Regions from separate parts of the Mus musculus genome. Here all the other regions are linked to region 5. The links are chromatin contacts, called in public HiCAR-type, HiChIP or PLAC-seq and promoter capture Hi-C maps. All regions are on one chromosome and are shown on one strand. Each heading gives the region's core, a stretch centred on a gene start, on an enhancer-like site or on the middle of the called end of the contact. The rest is flanking DNA. Distances are from core to core; before and after follow the strand shown.

Region 1 (2,700 bases), core at 195-2,694, 1.6 Mb after region 5:
GCCTCTGCCTCCCAAGTGCTGGGATTAAAGGCGTGCGCCACCACTGCCTAGCTGAAAGGATGTCTTGATAAAGCAAACACATAAAAGACTGTTTTCCTGAAGCAGACACAAGTGAAAGGATGCTTGTTGGATATAGCAGACACGTGTAAGGACTCTTGATAAAGGAGTATAAATGTGACCCCACAGACAGTGGGAGAGGAGCACTGAGATTTGGTTTGCTCTGCCTTGCTATTCTTTGCTAAAGACACGCATGTATTTGTTCGCCTTACATAGCATTGTTGAGCTCACCTTGTGGTAACACTGCCATTGAGAGAAATTATCCAAAGAACTGCTTGTGAGGTTCCTATGGCAGCTTGCAGCTTCTGCGGCCTCACATCAGGCTGGTTGGCAAATCTAGAAGTTTCTTCAGGATTTAACTACAGCTGCCTGGTGTCTGCTTGCTGAAAGGACTGGACTGAAGCTGCTGGTTAGTGTCTGGTGTCTGCCCCCCTAGAGGACTGGACTGCAGCTGGTGGTTAGTGTCTGGTGTCTGCCCCCCTAGAGGACTGGTCTGCAGCTGCTGAATTGTACTTGGTGTTTGCTATGGGACTGAACTGCTGCCCAAGAAGATCTAGCTCACCCCTAAAGAATTATTGCTGAACCGGTCCATTTCACCCATATCCTAATAACTTTTCTCTTCCACTGCCTCTGCTGGGTTGTAGGCTAGAGGAGAGGTTGGACCCTTATTAAGAGTAGGTTGCAGCCGGGCATGGTGGCACACGCCTTTAATCTCAGCACTGGAGAGGCAGAGACAGGCAGATTTCTGATTCGAGGCCAGCCTGGTCTACAAAGTGAGCTCCAGGACAACCAGGGCTACACAGAGAAACCCTGTCTCGAAAAACCAAAAAAAAAAAAAAAAAGTAGGTTGCAAAAAATTTATGCCTACTCAGAGAGTAAAAGTCCTTGCCAAGCTATTGTGCAAGCCTGTAACCTAAGTTCGATCCCAAGAACCCACATAAAGGCGAAAGTGAACCAGCTCTACAAAACTGTCCTCTGATCTTCCCTTTCTGTCGTAGTGTGTGTCTCTATGTGCCTGCGTGTGCACTGAGGAAAGAAAATACCGTGGCCAGTAAGTGATCGGAAAGATACGCAGGCTAGAAAAAAGAAGCCTTAGCATGGGCCTTCTGTCTTGTCTCCATTCATGGATTCCTGGGGTTAGTATGGGAACACCAGGCCTAAGCCATCACAGCATTATCATGCCAAAATGCTCCTGCACAAACAGGCTCTCTGCTCGAAAAGGGCAACACTGGACACAGTGGCCGTGTTGCTAAGCAACCGACTCAGTCAACAGAACGGAATCGCTGTGGTACGCCCCTTCCGCTGGCAGGAAGTGACGCACAGTTCAGGTGGGCCGAACTAAGGGGGGGGGTCACAGCCTCTCTGGGGCGGGGCCTACTGCGGGGCGGGCCTCCTGGGTGGGCCCAGTGGGGGCGTGGCACGCTGCCCTCGGGGCCGGGCGGACCGGGGTGCGCCGGGGAGGGGCGCTGCTGTCCGGCGTAGTCTGTACTCCTGTTCAGCCGCTGTCCTCCCGGGAACCTTGGGGATGTGGATCCCGGATTCCAGGGACCGCAGTTGAGCCAGCCTCGCCAGTCCTGTACCACTTGCTGAGGAGCAGGATCTCGCGGACAGGTCCGAGAGCAGGTCAGGATCGGACTAGGTAACTCTTAACGCGCGAGCTGGTTCCGGCCAAAGCCGTCTGCGTTCGATCGCCCGGAGCTAGTGGGGGCCAGGAGCGGGTCCCGCCTCCACTTGCAGCTCACAGCTAAGGTCGGCCCCGCCTGAGCTCCCAGAGTAGCAGTGCACAGGGCCTGGCACCCTCAAGCGTGCTCAACTTGGCCAAACAAATCTCTGCTCCGTCGTGTCTGTTCCCTGGAGGGCGCTGTGGTGACCCGGAGCGACAGGGGTTGACCTACCAGAGGAACTTTGTGCTCCGGTGGACATGTTCCTTAAATCCTAACGCTCTTTGGGCCCCGTGTGTTTAGTATCAGTGAGAATCAGTTCATGTTCTTCAAGTTCAGGCCCAAGGCAGTGAGGTGGGTACGGTCAGGAGTGGTTGGTGATGGGGTTGTCTTCATATTCCACCCTCACAGTTCTAATGTTCTTTTAAGGCCACCACCGCCTCCTGCTGCCTTGAACTGGAAGCAATCTTCCTGCCTCATTACACCGAGCTGTCTGTTTCTTCTCTGTACTGGCGTTTTTTCTTACTCCTTCCATTGCCTCCTTGTATTCCTTATATGTTGCTTTATAACAAACAAGAAGTTTATTGGTTTATCCTAGCAATCTTTATCCTAGGTGTGGTGGTGGATTTCTGTAATCCCAGAAGTTGAGGCTGAGACATATGAATTTGGAGTTTGAGATAAGCCTGGGCTACAATATGCGGTCTTCCCCAAATGCACAAAATAAAACAACCTTTATTAGTCAACACTTTCTGTGGGTAGGGAATCAGTCTACCTGGGTGATGATGGCCCAGTAACTCTCGCCAAGTTGGGGGATCCAAATCCAAGATAGTGGACTCAAAAGACCAGTGGCAGGAGTCCTCATTGTTTTCTGTTGGTATCTGCCTTCCCTCAGAAGAGTTATCTGTAAGGGAAGTGGGGCGATAGGGAGTGATAGAAACCACTGTCATTATGACCCAGTTTGCAAAGTCTAACTCCCCCCTCC
Region 2 (2,700 bases), core at 1-2,500, 2.0 Mb after region 5:
AGAGGTAAGAGTTCCACGGTCATGTGGGTGGGGATTGGAGTCTGCACAACCCAGCACAACATACTGCTTTCCACAGGCTCCAGGCCTCCTGCCCCCCTCTCTTGCTGCCTTCTGCCCTTGGGATAAGGCGATACTGGTGTGTGTGGGCCTGGGTGCACATGAGGAGGTCATCTTCTACAGCCTCCGTCAGAAGCAGGTTTGTGCGATCACTGCTCTGTAGGTGGACATCCAGGGCTGTGTCATAGGGTTAGAAGGCCATGGAGCCTGGGCTTTGTCCCTGGCAGGAGACCTCAGTGTCATATTGTTTTCCTACAGGTGATACAGAAGACACCTCTGCCCTTCTTTGCCATGTCTTTGAGCCTGTCCCCAGGATCTCAGCTCATGGTGGTTGGTTTTGCTGGTGAGTGCTGGTCGACACACATAGAGAGGGCAGCTTTGACAGTCCTCAGCCATAGCAGGTTTGGGGGCGTAGATGTCATGGCCCTGCTCCCCTCAGCAAGGTTCCCAGCAAGGTGTCAGTACTCAGAGCACCCTGTCATCTACCCACAGAGTGCATGATGAGGCTCCTAGACTGTGCGTCAGGGACTGCCCAGGACTTGGAAGGCCATGATGACTCGGTCCACCTGTGTAGGTTCACTCCATCTGGCAGACTGCTCTTCACAGCTGCTCACAACGAGATCCTGGTGTGGGAAGTCACCGATCCCTGAGCTATTGCTAGGAACATAGGCAGAAAAGCCAGACTGTGGATTGCTGTATGCCGAGCCAGGATGGCTGGGACAGGCTTCAGAACTGCATTGTTTGGAATTTGGGTGAAATCTGAAAAGATTCAAGGAGGCTGAGGGTGTGGCAGTGACTTAGAATCTGTGAAGTGTGGTTTTGACCCTCAGAACCACTCCCTCCTACACAAAACTTGGCATACTGGGTTGTTTTTCACATGAAGGTTGTTTTATTGTTTTTATTTTGTACAGTTTAAGGAAATAAACACTGGCATTTATTATAGCGATACATTGTTTTATTGTCCCATAAATTGTGTCTTTGCATCACTTCTGGCCTGAGCTCACCCTTTCCTCCCGAGGAGCCCGTTGAGTCTGAGTTGTTTGCACCACCTGCAGAGTCAGGAACACTCTACTGGCAGGCGGGCGCGGGCGCCTTGCCTTAGCCCAACCACTAGCTGGTGCTGTGTGGGCGGGACCGGAAGCTTGGGTGAGGGCGGTACTGAAGACAGGAAGTGCGGGGGCCTGAGCGGGTTGAAGGAGAGGGTTGGGGTTGGGATTGGGTCTACTTGGGCCGGGCCGGGCCGGGAGGGGTGGGTTTGGGGTGCTGCTGCGGGCAGCAGCCATGCGGCGCGATGTTCGCATCCTGCTGCTGGGCGAGGGTAGGTGCGCTGGGGCCGCGGGAAGACCGGTAGGGTCGCCGTGACCTCGGCGGTGCTCCTGACTACTGTTCCCTCTCCCCGCGCAGCCCAGGTGGGGAAGACGTCTCTGATCCTGTCGCTGGTCGGCGAGGAGTTTCCCGAGGAGGTGCGCGGGGCGGACTGGGCACTTAGGGCGGATGCCAGGCTCTGGGCAGCCGCTCCGCATTCAATACTGACCCACCTGTTGCAGGTCCCTGCCCGCGCGGAGGAGATAACCATCCCCGCCGACGTCACCCCGGAGAAGGTGCCCACTCATATCGTGGATTACTCAGGTATCTATCTCCAAATGCTGCCCCCCAGCCGGTGTGTATTGAGCCTGCAGCCGGTCTGAATCGAGCGCAACAGCCATTCTACATAGCATTCTTTTTCCTTTTAGAAGCGGAGCAGACAGAGGAAGAACTTCAGGAGGAGATCCACAAGGTGCGGTGCATCTTGCAGGCCCTTGGGTACTGAGCCCAATTCTTTGGTCCTAACTTGCTGCCATCTAGTCTTAATCGGCTTCCTTTCCTGGCGGCTGGATTAGGTGACTCTGCTTGACCCTGATAATTCAGCTGTGACCTTCACGGCTGAGTATTGTTGGCTTTTCCAGATCATAGCTTTCTGGGAATCAGGACCTGGCCAGTACTGCCATTAGTGATCCATCCCAGGGTCTGAGGGGAGCAGACACACACACACACACACACACACACACACACACACACCCTTCATTGCTTTTCCTTAACATACTTCGGTTCCCCAGTACTATTCCTCCCTAGGCTGTAGTGGATGCCATCTTAACTAGGCGTTCCCTGATGCCAGAGTTTACTATGTTCCTGAATGCAGTCCTTCAGCCTTCTTTGTGTCCTATAGGTGCAGGTCACTTGGTCACTTGGTCAGGGTGCAGTGTCTCCTTGCTTGCATCTGCAGCATCCTTGCTGCTTGTACTGAGATAGAAAGTGAGAGAGACCTGCCTTGGGACTGTAACCTGCGTGTGATAGGTCTGTCATAAGTCCAGGATGTGCTGTCTAGAGCCATGGTGCTAGGGTCTGGTGTCTCTTAGGGAGTGTTGGCAGGGAGAGGCCTGCTTGGCAAAGGTGGACTTTCCTGGCCTCAGAGCCCTACCCATCCTGCTGTGAGCACCCGGGACATGGCCAGGAGTGGCCTGTACTGTCCATAGTGAGCCGGCAGACTATGCTTACCCTGTGCCTTGCTTTCCTTTAGGCAAATGTAGTGTGTGTGGTGTACGATGTGTCTGAGGAGACCACCATTGAGAAGGTAAGCAAGAGGGGATCTCCTTGGCCATTTTG
Region 3 (2,700 bases), core at 75-2,574, 1.7 Mb after region 5:
AGTCCTACTTGTAATGGCTACCCTGGGGTGCCCCACACTCCCTGCCCATGCCCATGCAGTGCACTCGGCACTTCCCACGAGTCTGACAAGACCTTGGAGTGCACTAACCCCTGCTTGCCTTGAGAATATAGAAGTCAAATCCATAGGCCTCATCGATGAGATCCAGGGTCCTCATGGTCACAGTCACGGTGAACTTCTTGTCCAGGATTTCACTGTAAAGCTCCCGAGTGAACAGCTGTGGCTTCCACACCTTCTTCACCCTCTTGGAGAGCTAAGGGTGCAAGAGAAACCTCCCGTTTTCCTATAGACCAAGTGGGCCCCAAAGCACCCTTCTGGAACCTGGGCTACTGTGAGCCAGGCCCTCTCCCTTCCTCAGACGCTCCTCAGGACCACTGATGCAGGTCAGGGCCCCTGAGCTGGCTCTGGACACCCACCCACCTAGATGTCTGCTTCACTCAGGCTAGCCCTAATGCTACTGGTATATGTTCCAGATTCTCACACAGCTGAAACCCAGTAGCCACAGGCAAGTGAATGACACCCTGGAAGGCCTGAAACATACTCTCTCCTCCCACAGGGCTTGCCTAGGAGCAGAGTATCACCAGAAGAGATAGACTCCAGGCAGTCATCTCGGTCTTTTTGATTTTTATGTACTAGGAGCAAAGTTATTCCGTCCTAAAAATGAGGGAAATGCGCATAGAAACTAGCAGGTGACAAGCAGATTTCACTTCTCCCTCCTCTTCGGCACAAGCTTCGAATCTATCCTTCCTCCTTCCTTTTCTCCACCACTGTCCCCACTCTGTCCTTACTTTTGATACTATCTGATCCAGGACCACCCCACTTCAGGACTAGACTTTGCTATCGGAGTTAGCTTGCTCCGTAAACAAAACGCTTGTGTTAGTCTGGTTGACCGTTTGTGGCGCCCAGAGCAGCGCCTGCTCAGCAAAGCATGCAGAACAGCCGAGATGGTCCGCACCCACCTTGTCGTTGTTGGCGTATCTGTAGCCTAAAATCAAGCCCTCTCCACCCCACAGTCCCTGCTGGGACTCTGGAGGGTAGTGAACTGGAATGGGTACGTCCTCAACGCGCTCGCGCTGCCCATTCTTGGGGTTGATCTTGAACTTGGTCCCGTGAGGTTTGTAGTGTACCGGGGTCGGCGTCCGTTCTTCTTCCAGTGAGCGCAAGAAGTGGGCGGGCAAGCGCGCACAGATGCCCTGCCGCAGCCGCAGCTTCTGCCACAGGTGCACAGGATACCTGTGCAGCGGCATCGCGCGACCCTCTACTTCTAGGAGAGCGCGCCCGCGCCTCCCGGAACCGGAATAGCGTCACCGAACGTGCGCCTTCGCTCGCTGCCAATTGGCAGCAACGCCCGTCCATCTAAACTAATCCCTTTCCCTCCGCCTCCTTTAGGGACCATGAAAAATTATCTACTGCGAATGGGTTCAAGGCACCGTCTGCCAAGTGCAGCCCAGGAGTTCCCCAGCAGCTTTGGCAAGCCTGTTGGGAAAGGCTACCCTGAGCTCAACCTCCCTTTCCCTCCAGGGACGCAAGGAAAAAAAAAAAAAAGACCACTCATTTGATTTGAAAAATTATTGTAGAATATTAAATTCACCAATTACATAAAAATATGCCTTCATATCTTAGAACAGTAACATTTTACCACCTGCCCCCCACCCCCAACAGAATATACACATTTCCCCTTTCAGGGGCTAAAGTGTGCTTTGGTGCCAAATAAAGGATGTTAGTAGCTTGGGAAGGAGCCCAGAAGCCCACACCTGCAATCCCAGTACTCAGAGCAGATGAGCCTCACAGTGGGAACCAAATGGCCTGGGCACACAGCACTACCAGCTCAGTGACCCCAGGAGACCAGAAAGATTGGGCTGGGGATCCAGAACCCACTCCTTAATCCTCAGTTGATCCAGTAGGGGTCAGCCTCATCCAAGTGTCTAGGGCCAGCACAGGAGAATGCTCACCAGACTGGGGCCTTGGACCCCTTAAGAGAGAAGGGAACACTAGCGAGCATTGTGTGCCTTCTGGAGCCAGACCTCATACAGCTGAGCAGCCTGCTACCTCAGGCTCTCCCGAAGGCCTCCTGCTCCAACAGACAATGAGGGAGGGACAGCACACAGCACTCCAGGTCTTAATCAGCTCTCTGATGACCCTGGACTCTACCATAGCAACTGCAGCAGGAGGGTATCCCCATGCCAAGGCAGGATGGCATTAAGGGTACAGGATGTCAGAGACAGTGAGTGACCTCTGTGCACTCAGACTTCCTTGCTTGTGGGTCTCATATCACGGCTTTCCAAAGGAAGGGGACCACAGGAATCCCTTATCTGTATCCCCATCCATAACAGCGTGATCAGCCCACACGTGGCACCTGTGGGCTCCAGGTGGAAACAGCTGTGACCTTCAGAGGAATTGGCAGCAGCCATAAAGATTTTTTGGGGTGGAGGGGGTCTTCTCTGGAGAAAGAAGCCAAGCGTCTCAGGACAATTTTATTCAGATGGAAACCTGGTTGGGGCTAGACAAGCACCTCTCTCGCTTGTCCTAGCTGAAGAGGTCATTAGAGTTTCAGGTGTCCATGAACCAGCCTTATCAGGTCACTGTGTACAACTCATCCCGATCATTCCTGCAGATCTGGTAGTGACAAGGGAACTTCTGCAAACAGGCCCAGGACCCAGCTTTTTCCTCTCGTGGTGGCAG
Region 4 (2,700 bases), core at 77-2,576, 1.7 Mb before region 5:
TACAAAGGGCCGGAGCCGAGGCCGCCAGAGGCTTCCAGGCCGGCACCTTGGGCAGCTCCCTCCCCGGGGCCTGGCTCACCATCAAAGTCCGTGTAGACTGTGTCCTTGAGCAGCGCCCCCGACCCGAAGTCGATGAGTTTGATTTCGCCGCGGCTCAGGTCGATTAAGATGTTCTCGTCCTTGATGTCGCGGTGGAGAACCCCGCAGTTGTGGCAATGCCGCACGGCCTCCAGCACCTGCCAGAAGAATCCTCGGGCCAGGTCCTCCTGTAGGGCTCCTCGTTCGGTGATAAAGTCGAAGAGGTCTTGCACCGGTTCGGGCCTCTCCAGGATCAGCACGAAACTATCGGGCCTCTCGAACCAGTCCAGAAGTCTAATGACGCCCGAGAAGTCCGAGCTCACCTTCTTCAACAGGACCACTTCCATGGGCACTCGGGTGCCATTGGGCTGCAGAGTGAGGGCGAGGGTTAGCGCGCCGGTTCCGGCACGCCCGTCGCCACCCACCCACCCATGAGAGGGTCTCTGGCTCCGGCTCACTCACCAGTTCTCCCCAATCGGAAATCCGGTCCTTCTCCACGTGCTTAATGGCCACCTGGAAGAAGACCCCCGAGTCTCCATCAGACCCTCCTGCTCAAAGCATCCCTCCGCGCGCCCTCCCCGAGGCGGCGTTGCCCACTCACCGGCAAGTTGTCGGCGACGCGGATGCCAGAGTAGACCGAGCCGAAGCCACCGCTGCCCAACAGCGGGCCCACCTGGTACTGCGACTCCAGGGGCTCCTTCTCTTTGCCTAGGAAAGAGGCACGGGACACTCAGCGCGCTCGACCCACGCGGGGGTCTCCCGGCGTCCCAACGACCCGCGCGCCCAGGGTGGGGTGGGGACACTCACCCGGCGCCAGCTTGGTGGCGTGCAGGTCGTTGCAGGGCGCGGCGCGCAGGTGGGCCAGGGAGTTGATCTTGGACAGGAGCATCCCCACCTCCAGGGTGTCGGTGCGGCGCCGGTGCCGGGACGAGCAGCAGCGGCGGCGGAGCGAGCTGGGGCTGAGCCGACGGCCGGGACTCAGACTGCGGGTGGCGTTGCGGCTCTGGCTGCGGCTGGCGCGCAAGGCCGAGGGCGAGTCGGAGGACGACTGAGGGCGCTGGCGGGGCTGGCCGCGGGCGGGTTCGCCGGCTGGGTCAGGCAGTGCGGGAGGCGGCAGGGCGAGAGGCGCTGCGGGACCCAGGGCTGCTGCTGACTGTGACTGCTGCTGCTGCTGCTACTGCCGATCCCGCCGCCGGCACTGCCGACTCCCCTCCAGCCTCCTCCGCCGCCACGGCCGCTGCTGCAGACGCCCGGCTCGCCCCGCCGCCAGGAGTAAAGGGGCGGAGCGCGCCGCTGGGGAGGGCGCGCGCGGCGGGCGGGGACGGGGCGGGGCCTCTCCGGGAGGCCGAGGTGGGGAGCCGGGCTGGCTCGGCGGCGGAGGGCGGAGAGGGGGCGGGGAGGCGGCGGGACCAGGGCCGCTCCCCTCCGCTCCGCCCCCTCGCGGCTACACCCCTCTCCCCGGCCCCGCCCTCGGGCGCGGCTTCAGCCAACCAGAAGACGCCCTATTTGCATAAGGCGTTGCGGGCCCCGCCTCTCGCCTCGCGGTCAGAATGGTCGCTAACGCCGCCACGACGTGGCGGGAAGGAAAAGGCGCCAAAACGGAGGGGGAGGGGCGCTGGGCGTGCAGGGAGGCGGGAGCTGGGTGGCGCGCGCGGGCGGGGGAGGAAGGATGGGGAGGGGCGTATCGATTCAAACCCAAACAATAACAAAGCCATCAAAGGCCGCCCGAGGCCAGCTCTGCCGGCTCTGTGTTTCCCGGAGATTTGGGTTGTGGAGGGGGGTCGAGGATTGGAGCTGGAGCGTAGCAAGTTGTGAGAAATGGAAGGGCGTTGGTGTGGCGGGCGCGGAAGCCATGAGTAGGGACCGCGTGTGTGTGGATGCCGACCAGGGTGGTCCTCTGGTGTGACTCAGCCCGGAGACCTCCAAGGCTGCTGGGGCGGGTTGACGATGTTATGTGGGCTAGATCCTGGGGGTGATGATTGTGTTTTTGGGGGCGAAGGCTGTGCAAGACGTGAGTCACCGGCATTTTGCACACCGAGGCCAGTCACAGGCCTGCGAGGAAAAGTGGGGGAGACCTGGGATGCGAGGAGCCGGTGACAAAGATTCTCAATTTAGAAATGCAGAGAGAATTAGAAGGGACCCGGGGTACCTGATCCCCTCGGTCCATGTCCGAGCGCCTGAGAGAGGAAATCACGACACAAACGTTAGCTTTCTCTTGCCAAATGCTGCCTCAGCCCCTTCTGAGAGGGCGGGAGGAGCAGGAAAATTCCTGATCGCGGGCGAGGGTGGGAGGGTGCCGCTGGGTTTAATCAGAGGTTGTTGCGGTAGTTACCTTCTCATCAGCTTGGTATTAGCAGTCAGGCGATACCAGATATTATTGGCCCCCACCCCAGCCTTGTCTCAAAGGAAAGTCCCCACATGCACGTGGAAATACCACGGAAAGCTAGCCGAGTCCGCTTTCATCTTTTGTCCTTTTGAACTTCATGGAGAGTTGATAACGACGTGTGGAAATGGGTAAACTCTCATTCTGTGTAATCCATATAAACTGAGATACTGGTGGCCAGAGTCATGGACAGCCAGCTACACCCCTTGTTCGTTATTTTTGTTGTTGTTCTTAGGTCT
Region 5 (2,700 bases), core at 133-2,632:
TACATAAGTTCTAGGCCACCCAGGGCTACATAATGAAACCCTTTCCAAAAATAAATAAGCCAAGGAAGTGGTGGCACATAACTTTACTCCGTGCACTCAGAAGGCAGAAAGCAAGCAGCTCTCTGTGAGTTCGAAGTCAGCCTGGTTTACAAATTATTCCAGAAGATCTGTCTTGTTTCCTCAGGAGATTGGGGGGGGGGGGGGCAGATAAATAGATTATTTAAAACTATTAAAACCATAAAAACCAAATTTTGTTGTTGCTAAAGGTTGTTTTGATTTGCTTTTTTTTGAGGTAGGGTCTCCCACCATAGCCTTAAACTCACAGCAATGCTCCATCTCAGTGTACTAGGAAGACAGGCGCCAGGCCCTAACTTTGTTGCTGGGCCTTGTGGCTGCTACACACGGGGCAACACTAATCACATATCTCAGTTATTCCTCCTGATGATCAATAGTTAATGAGGTTCTCACAGGAGCTGAGAATGGAGCTGTACACTAAGACATTTCTTTCCATTTTAACCAGGCATTTGAATAATGTGACATAATCAAATCTGCAAGTTTGTAGGAACACACTCCTGGTTTGTTTGTTTTTTGTTTTGTTGGGCTTTTTTTGGAGGGTGGGGCGAGTTATTTTGACAAGGTCTCAATATGTATCCTTAACTGACCTGGAATTTGCCATCTTCCTGGCTCAGCCTCTCAAGTATTGACATTACAGGTACATGCAGTTTCTGTATACGCAAATGCTTTCCATCTTCAAGCTTGCTTAAAGTTTTATCATTCTGCAAATACCTTCAAATTGCAAAGACCTCACAAAAAGGGTGGGAAAAAACACCCGCTTCCTAATTACTTTCTAAGAAAGGTTGTCATAAAATTTCCAGGAGACTGTAATGCACACACCTGGACCTAAAGAAAAAGAATTTTGCATACAAGGCGTTTTAGGATTATAAAAAAGACCCGCCACTTACAGAATCGTGGGTAAGATACGTATCACAGTAGTCACAATAAAACCTGAAATGACAAAAGAAAACGTCAGCAATTAACAGCTGTCCAAACAAACAGACCCAAAACCCAACTTCCTCGGATTGTAAGTCAAACAAAGCGTCCTGACAGAATGCGAGGCTTCTGAGCGAGGGTCCGCGCCCACTCTGCCAGGATGGCCGGAGAGCCTGGGTCTCCACCCGCCATCCCTCGGAGGGGCTCGCCTTCCCCTCGGAACGTCCAGAACCCGAGGCCGCCGCCCTGCACCTTCACCAGGACCCAACTGACCACCGCAAGTCCGCTTGCTCCCAGGGCCACACTCACTTGGGCATGATGCTCCACAAGCCGTTGGCTACCCCGATCCCCGCCGCCAGGAACTGACGCACACAGGCTGCGCCGACGCGAGCAAAGGATGCAGACAGGAGGGGTAGGACTTCCGCTTCCGGCCTCTGCCCTACGGATGCTGTGGGTGCCTCTGAGGTTCAATCCGCGCTCACTTATTCAGGATTAGTTACTCCGTCTAGGAAGTGCGTAATTTAGTACTATCAACAAAAGGTTCCAAAACCCTGAGTCAGCAGTTCCTACGCTGCGAATCATTAATCCAGCTTCTCAAATTGTGGTGACCCCCCCAACCAGAAATTATTCTTGTCGCTATTTCATAACTGTAATTTTGCCACTCGTATGACTAGTAATGCAAATTATCGGTGTTTTCTGATGGTCTTAGGAGAAACCTGTGAACGGGTTGTTCGACCCGCAAAAGGTGTCACGACCACTGCTCTAGTATGTACCCAGCTCTTCTGTAAATGAGAAGTGAAAAAGGCAGAACCAAATCAGGTAAAAGTTCTCATTCTCCAAGACCTGATTAGCAGTAAGCTGAAATCGATCAGTGGCTGAGGGATCAAAGTCCTATGCTGGGGAAATGAAGCGGGGAAGAGCGCAGCTGAACATCAAGGAAGACAAAGAAAATGTAGAAGACGATCACTGAGAAATTGATCATTGTATTTGAGCAATTAAGACAGACGTGAATTGTAGGGACACACTCCTGGGTGAGTGGGGCGGGTCTCAAGTTTTAAACCCTGTCTCCCTGCTTCCTTCCTAGCTGTGCAATTTACTCTCTCTGAGCTTCAGTTTCCTTATCTGAAAAGTAAAGGTAATAACTTGTGCAGTTTAAGGAAGAATCAAATGTAAAAATGCTGGAAAGTAGCTGGAGAATTGGTGTAGCGATTAAGCATTTGTTGCTCTTGGAACAATCTAAGTTCGATCACCAACACTCCCCCGTGGTGACTCCCACCTGTCTGCAGCTCAAGTCTCAGGGTGTCTGATGGATCTTTTTTAATCCACTCCCAGCACTAGGCACATACATGGTGCACTTACAAACTAAACACCCATATACATACAATAATACAAAAATGAATTTAAGCCGGGCAGTGGTGGCGCACGCCTTTAATCCCAGCACTTGGGAGGCAGAGGCAGGCAGATTTCTGAGTTCAAGGCCAGCCTGGTCTACAGAGTGAGTTCCAGGACAGCCAGGGCTACACAGGGAAACCTTGTCTAAAATAAAACAAAATATAAAAAAAATTTAAATGTAAAGCTCATAGGGCATTTAGCGAAAGGTCTATGCACTTAGGCCACCATAAATGGTAGTGATTCTATAGACGTTGTTAGCAGTACATTGCCAACTAACAGGTCAAACTTAGAGTCTGTTCTCTCAAACAAAGTGGATTG
Region 6 (2,700 bases), core at 20-2,519, 1.9 Mb after region 5:
TGGGTTTTTGAGACAGGGTTTCTCTGTATAGCCCTGGCTGTCCTGGAACTCACCCTGTAGACCAGGCTGGCTTCGAACTCAGAAATTCGCCTGCCTCTGCCTTCCGAGTGCTGGAATTAAAGGCGAGCGCCACCACGCCCGGCTTATGTTTTACGTTTTAAATTTTTTGCTATTTATGTGACTTGTGAATGCACTCTTAACCAAGAACGCTGTCCGTGGCCCTCCAGCCTTGGAGCTGGCCGACCGAGTGTGCACATGCAATGCGTTGCCCATCCTGGAGTTCACCGGGCCAACGCTGCTCAGTCGCTGGTCCAAGCCCTCAGGATCCGCTTTGGGAAGGATGTCCCCCACAAGAGACAGCTCAGAGGTGGACTTCAGCCGCCATCCTTGTGCCAAAACACTCAGTAGCGGCCCCGCCCACTCCGCAGCCAGGAGGAAGTCCCACCCCTTGGAACAGCCCACAAGGGAGAGAGGCTTGCCCCTCCAGGGCGAACACTAAGTGGCTGTCCCCGCCCTGCCCTCAGGGAAGGCGAGCCCCACAGTGTACGACGAACTTTGTTACTTCCCTTCTGGGTCTCTGTGAGAGCGGCCGGCCAACGCAGCTTGATAGATAACCTGCCCCCTTCCAACACCCTCCTCCCGGGACTCAGCTGAAGCAGGAGTTATCTCTACCCTTCCGCTTGTCCACGAGGGGGGAAGGGTAGACTTGTGTAATGTTTGACTCTTGATTGGCCCGAATTAGGAAAGGGGTGGGCCTAGGAGGTTATGATCGATGTTAGATGGCACAAATGCCTTAGCAGTAGTAGCCAATGGTGATGACGAGGGGGCGGGAGGCCAGGATGTTGCAGGTCGGTGCCCGGCTACTATGGCTCTGAGGCATCCTGCAGGAAGCAGTAGGGGTTGGGATGGACATGCAAGAGCAACCAATGATTTCGGAAAATCAGTGGGAAGTAGCCAATGGTCACAGCGAGGAGGCGGGGAAAAACGCCAGCCTCAGCAACACTGTGTACGAAATAGCGGGGACGGGACTTCAGTGATAGACAAGCATGTAGACCAACAGAAGTGAGAAAGAGGGTGGCAGCGGGCCAGTAGCAGTGGCGAGTGGGCAGGGCGGGGCGACCGTGGGCTGGGCGGCACCTTGTGTGGGGCGACGTGGGGGCGGGGCGACCGTGACGGCCAGGCTGCCAGGCCAATGGCCCGGAGAGGGCCGGCGGAGGGTGGCCAATGGCGGCGGCGCATCCGGGGGCGGGGCTGCGGGGCTGCGCGGTGCCGTGCGGGAAGCGGCGGGTGGCGGCGGCGGCAGCGGCGGCGGCGGCGGCTAGGAGGCTGAGGTGAAGCTGGCGGCAGCGGGGCGGGTGCACTGGGGGCGGTGGCCAGCGGGCGGGAGCATCAGCGTCCTGACCGCACGGCCGCTCACCAGCCTTCGCCCGCAGGTCTGGCGGCGGTGCCGTGGGCCGCGGTGCGGCGGGCGGGAGGATGGGCACCCAGGGCAGTCCAGTGAAGAGCTACGATTACCTGCTCAAGTTCCTGCTGGTGGGCGACAGCGACGTGGGCAAAGGCGAGATCCTGGAGAGCCTTCAGGACGGCGCAGCTGAATCCCCGTACGCCTACAGCAACGGTAGGCCGGGGTTGGCTGTGGGCGCGCGAGGTGGGAGCGGCCTGTCGCGGGAGCGGGCGGCCTCTGCGCGTGTCGCTGCGGTATCCTCTGGCCCTGCCTTGAGGAGCCGTCGGCAAGCGGGCGCGGGTCCTGGTGGCTACTAAGAAGTCACAGCAGCAGGTCTTTGGAGTCCATTAGGGCCTGGAATGGGCCGCGCGGCAGATACCGCACGACGGGCCCGGTGCTCACCGCACTGCCGCCGGAGGGGTTTGCTCAGAGACACCGCACCCTGTGCAGGGAGAAAATAGGTCTGCTGCGATGTGATTTTTGTTAACTTCCGGGTGCATGGCAAAAAATACACAAGGTAGATTGCATCACTGGCACTTGCCTGAGCTTGCCTCTTAATTTAGATATTTAAGGTAAAATCGTAGCTAACAGTGGGTGGGATTGGATCACAGGGGCTGCTGACTCCGGAGGAATTAATGTGCAGTGGGCCTGTCATCTTATATCACTGGACTAATTCTACCTTCCTGGTCGCTTCCCGAGTCCCTTTTACTCTGCTTTTTTACTTCATTCTCTGGGGTCTTGTTAGCCCTGTCTTACTGCTCTGAGTACTGGCGGTCTGGTAAATAACAGCTGAGTGTGTAGGTAAGACATCTACCACTCTTAGCAGTTAGGACTTGTCAAGGGTGATGACTGCCAGGACATCAGTGGAGGACCCTTCCTTTTGAACAGTAGCGCTGGATCTTCTCTGTAAGTCCTCCCCAAGCACCTCTCAGCTTCAGTTCACAGCAGGCATCTTCAGCGCAGGAAAGGAAGAGTCATGGTTTTACTTTGCAGGGTATGTGAAAAGACCTCTGCACAGCCAGGCAGCCTTGACTGGTATTTAACTGGGCGTCCCAGGGTGACAGCCCTGCTCAGAAAGGCTTTGGGGGGTTACCTTTCCAATGGGGGAGTGTGGGAAGGGCTGGGCTTGGCTTCAGAAATGCTTAGTGTTAACTTGTGCTTTGGAGAGACTGCTTGTCCCTGCTCCACTCTTCCTTTCCCCATCAGCTTCAACCACATATCCACACAGCCTCCTGCTGGATCCTCTTTCCTCCTCT
Region 7 (2,700 bases), core at 43-2,542, 1.4 Mb before region 5:
TATAATGACAAGAGCCCCCATTGCCCGTGTAACCACGAGTGTGTTCATTAAAGGCTGACAGCAGAGAACTCCTACCAATCTCTGGAGCTCAAGATCCTCCCCTTCCTGCCACTGTTGATGTGGCCACCTGTGTGTCCTTCTGGACCATCTTCCAGTTCATTCCCAAGCTCACCTCAATGGTGAAGTCTAGCTCCGGGCCTCCCTCAGCTCCAAAGCCTTCATACCTTATCATGAATACTTGTCTTTCTCTTTACATCTGTCTTCTGCTTCATGTAAGGCCTCTTAGAACTCCTGTGGCCTCTTTACCCCTTACACAGCTATTCAATAGCCTACATAGACATATAATTACTGTGGGATGTGTAGTCTCCGGTGAGAGTTAATATCACCAGTGAAGACTGGAATGATATATTCTATTTTCGGTGATGGCCAGCTGTCAAGGGAAATCTCGAAATCTTGGCAAAATTGCAGCCAACGAAACCCAGTTTGTGAATCTGTACTTCCATTGTGAAAGACATTGTGCCTGGCACTGTGAAAAGACAAACGTGTCCCTTTATGTTTCTGACATAGCATACTCACGACACATGGCTTGCAAGGTTTAAGTCTTAAAATGCAAGGAAACACTAGGCAGCTTATTTTTCTCGTACTGGCAGGCGATTGACTGCAAACGGGTCAGTGTGCCATGCCACGTTCTGAGACGCCAAGTTTATCACATTAAGTCCACATTAAAATAAATAAAATTAAATTAAGTACTTCCTCCTTAACATTTGGGCTAAGATGTCTAAGAAGGGGCCATTCAGGGGTGACGCTAAGGCATCTGTGACAGGTTGGCAAGCGGGGTCAGGGCTTTCGGACACGGCCGCCACGTCTGCGAACCAAGTTCGAGCAGTGTCGGACCCCGTCACCCTCCCCGCGGAGCCTCGGGAAAGATGTCAGAGGGGATCTGCCCCGGGGAGCGGTCGGGGGTGCTGTCAGTCAGCAGAACGCGGACGGGAGCGGCGAGGAGGGCGGCGCGAGGCAGCGGCGGCCGCGGAGGGCGGCCGGCCTCCCCCCTCCCGGCCTCGGGCCCCAGTCACTCACATGCGGGCCCGCGCCCTCTCGGGCTCCTCCCGCCTCGGGGACAGCAGCCGCCGGGCGAGGAGGGTGGGCCAACAACTTCCTGCTTCCGGCAGCGCGACCCGGAAGTGGTTCTCGCGCCGCCGGCCAGGGCTGGAACACAAAGGAAAAGCTCCTTGCGCCCCAGGTTCCGAAACAGATCTGGCGAGGTCGCGGGGCGCGGGGCGCGGGGCAAATCTCGCGGTATCTGAAAAGCTTGTGCTCTTGCTCCCCCTGACGTCCAGATGGCACTACTGCGCCTTCTCAGTCGTAGAAGTCTCAAAATATTAATAACAACAATAATAATAATAATAAAAAAATTTTTTTAGGGGTCCGGACTCATTGACTCAATTCATTCCCATTTACACTTGGCTCACTCGTTTGTATCTATTGACTGCTGGTTCTGTGGTAAGCATCACTAAGCACTGTACTCTTAGGAAACTGCTTCAAGAATTATATATTGTAACATGAACATTCTCACAACACCTGACCATGAACCAGCCAAACAGGTTTATGGAGCTGGTTAACTGACTGCAGGTTTCTCTCACAAATAGGGAGTGGCAGTCAGCAACTGTTTGTATATGTGTGTGTGTGTGTGTGTGTGTGTGTGTGTGTAGTATGTGTACGCTTCTCCATGCACATAAGTGTCTTCAGAGGCACCGGATCCCATGGAACTGGACTTACAGACAACTGTGAGCAGAATGATATAGATTCTGGGAACTGAACTCAAATTCTTTGGGAAAACAGCTTTCTGAACAGCCAAGCCATCTCTCAAGCCTCTATATCAGAACCTTTAACTGATTTCTACCCGGGGACCTGAAACAAAATGCTGGGCTCAGCCCTGATGCTATAACTCAAAAGCCATGGTGACTGTGAGATGGGGTCAGATGAACCAGAGCAAAGACTCCAGGCCACCAGGCCACTCTACGCTCTCCCCATACAGGCACAAATAAGTCTCCTTTCCTGACACCCACTACTACCTGTACCCTCAGCTGACATACTAAGCCTGCCAGAACTGACTTTGTTTTTAACCCCTTAAAATGACAGTTACACAGGCTAGAGAAAGGGCTCCGGAGTTACAAGCACCTGCTGCTCCAGAAAAAGACCAGAGTTCACTTTCCAGCACCCACACAATGGCTTAGAACTGTCTGTAGCTGCCGGGCAGAGTGAGTTCCAGGACAGGCAGGGCTATACAGAGAAACCCTGTCTCGAAAAACCAAATAAACAAAAAAACAAAAAAACTAAAAAGGAGAATATATGGAGCCTAAATTCATCTATGGTGGCCTTGGAAATTCTCAAAGTCCCCTTTTCAGAACCTCACCGAGTGAGAGAACTGGGGTTAGCAGAGTTCCCATCACTTGAAGCTGCAAGGCAAAGAGAGACAGGTGAGACTGCACTGAAGAGGTACAGTTCTGTTTCCCTAAGGACACCAGCTTTACAGAGAACAGTGACGATCAGAGTGGCAGCCTCCTTAGATGACAGGCTGGAAGAGAACAGAGAATGTCTTTAAGAATTTAGGGCTAGCCTTGCAGTGGTAGCGCAAGCCTTTTATCCCAGCACTCGGGAGGCAGAGGCAGGCAGATTTCTGAGTTCAAGGCCAGCCTGGTC

What was found. Promoter capture Hi-C pulls out the DNA fragments that hold promoters and counts their contacts. HiCAR-type assays count read pairs that join an accessible place to other places. HiChIP or PLAC-seq counts read pairs in DNA pulled down with a chosen protein or histone mark. Capture Hi-C pulls out chosen DNA fragments and counts their contacts.
Region 1: a FOXA1 HiChIP or PLAC-seq map of pancreatic cancer cells shows a contact between it and region 5. The contact joins the promoter of Fam234a here to the promoter of Snrpc in region 5. A contact is called at or near these places in 1 of 39 promoter capture datasets (liver) and 1 of 115 datasets of contacts at active chromatin or transcription factors (pancreatic cancer cells).
Region 2: a promoter capture Hi-C map of adipose tissue shows a contact between it and region 5, with 2.6 times the contacts expected there. The contact joins the promoter of Rhot2 here to the promoter of Snrpc in region 5. A contact is called at or near these places in 1 of 39 promoter capture datasets (pre-B cells) and 1 of 9 other capture datasets (adipose tissue).
Region 3: a contact with region 5 is called in a promoter capture Hi-C map of liver, with 3 times the contacts expected there. The contact joins the promoter of Mrpl28 here to the promoter of Snrpc in region 5. A contact is called at or near these places in 2 of 39 promoter capture datasets (liver and pre-B cells) and 1 of 9 other capture datasets (liver).
Region 4: a contact with region 5 is called in a FOXA1 HiChIP or PLAC-seq map of pancreatic cancer cells. The contact joins the promoter of Pim1 here to the promoter of Snrpc in region 5. A contact is called at or near these places in 1 of 39 promoter capture datasets (cranial neural crest) and 1 of 115 datasets of contacts at active chromatin or transcription factors (pancreatic cancer cells).
Region 6: a contact with region 5 is called in a HiCAR-type map of astrocytes, with 7 times the contacts expected there. The contact joins the promoter of Rab40c here to the promoter of Snrpc in region 5. A contact is called at or near these places in 1 of 484 Hi-C or Micro-C datasets (B cells), 1 of 115 datasets of contacts at active chromatin or transcription factors (astrocytes) and 1 of 9 other capture datasets (liver).
Region 7: a promoter capture Hi-C map of cranial neural crest shows a contact between it and region 5. The contact joins the promoter of BC004004 here to the promoter of Snrpc in region 5. A contact is called at or near these places in 1 of 39 promoter capture datasets (cranial neural crest) and 1 of 9 other capture datasets (adipose tissue).

What each region holds. Positions count from the first base shown.
Region 1 is chr17:26,242,986-26,245,685 of GRCm38.p6, reverse strand. It overlaps Fam234a (family with sequence similarity 234, member A), which reads left to right and starts at 1,444. Exons shown (of 13, transcript NM_001206335.1): 1 at 1,444-1,680.
Region 2 is chr17:25,843,075-25,845,774 of GRCm38.p6, reverse strand. Rhot2 (ras homolog family member T2) reads left to right here and starts at 1,250. Exons shown (of 19, transcript NM_145999.3): 1 at 1,250-1,375; 2 at 1,462-1,520; 3 at 1,605-1,686; 4 at 1,791-1,834; 5 at 2,615-2,668. The coding sequence starts at 1,339. Wdr90 (WD repeat domain 90) reads left to right here. Exons shown (of 41, transcript NM_001163766.1): 38 at 1-4; 39 at 77-196; 40 at 316-400; 41 at 550-1,041. The coding sequence ends at 707.
Region 3 is chr17:26,122,127-26,124,826 of GRCm38.p6, reverse strand. It overlaps Mrpl28 (mitochondrial ribosomal protein L28), which reads right to left and starts at 1,324. Exons shown (of 5, transcript NM_024227.3): 1 at 978-1,324; 2 at 119-271. The coding sequence starts at 1,265. Pgap6 (post-glycosylphosphatidylinositol attachment to proteins 6) reads right to left here. Exons shown (of 13, transcript NM_021793.2): 13 at 1,573-2,700. The coding sequence ends at 2,593.
Region 4 is chr17:29,489,411-29,492,110 of GRCm38.p6, reverse strand. It overlaps Pim1 (proviral integration site 1), which reads right to left and starts at 1,326. Exons shown (of 6, transcript NM_008842.4): 1 at 886-1,326; 2 at 680-786; 3 at 541-591; 4 at 80-446. The coding sequence starts at 967. Gm26885 (predicted gene, 26885) reads left to right here and starts at 567. Exons shown (of 4, transcript NR_168683.1): 1 at 567-934.
Region 5 is chr17:27,838,769-27,841,468 of GRCm38.p6, reverse strand. It overlaps Snrpc (U1 small nuclear ribonucleoprotein C), which reads right to left and starts at 1,382. Exons shown (of 6, transcript NM_011432.2): 1 at 1,300-1,382; 2 at 963-1,005. The coding sequence starts at 1,307.
Region 6 is chr17:25,918,283-25,920,982 of GRCm38.p6, reverse strand. It overlaps Rab40c (Rab40C, member RAS oncogene family), which reads left to right and starts at 1,269. Exons shown (of 7, transcript NM_139154.2): 1 at 1,269-1,331; 2 at 1,434-1,618. The coding sequence starts at 1,477.
Region 7 is chr17:29,267,380-29,270,079 of GRCm38.p6, reverse strand. It overlaps BC004004 (cDNA sequence BC004004), which reads right to left and starts at 1,292. Exons shown (of 9, transcript NM_030561.3): 1 at 1,078-1,292.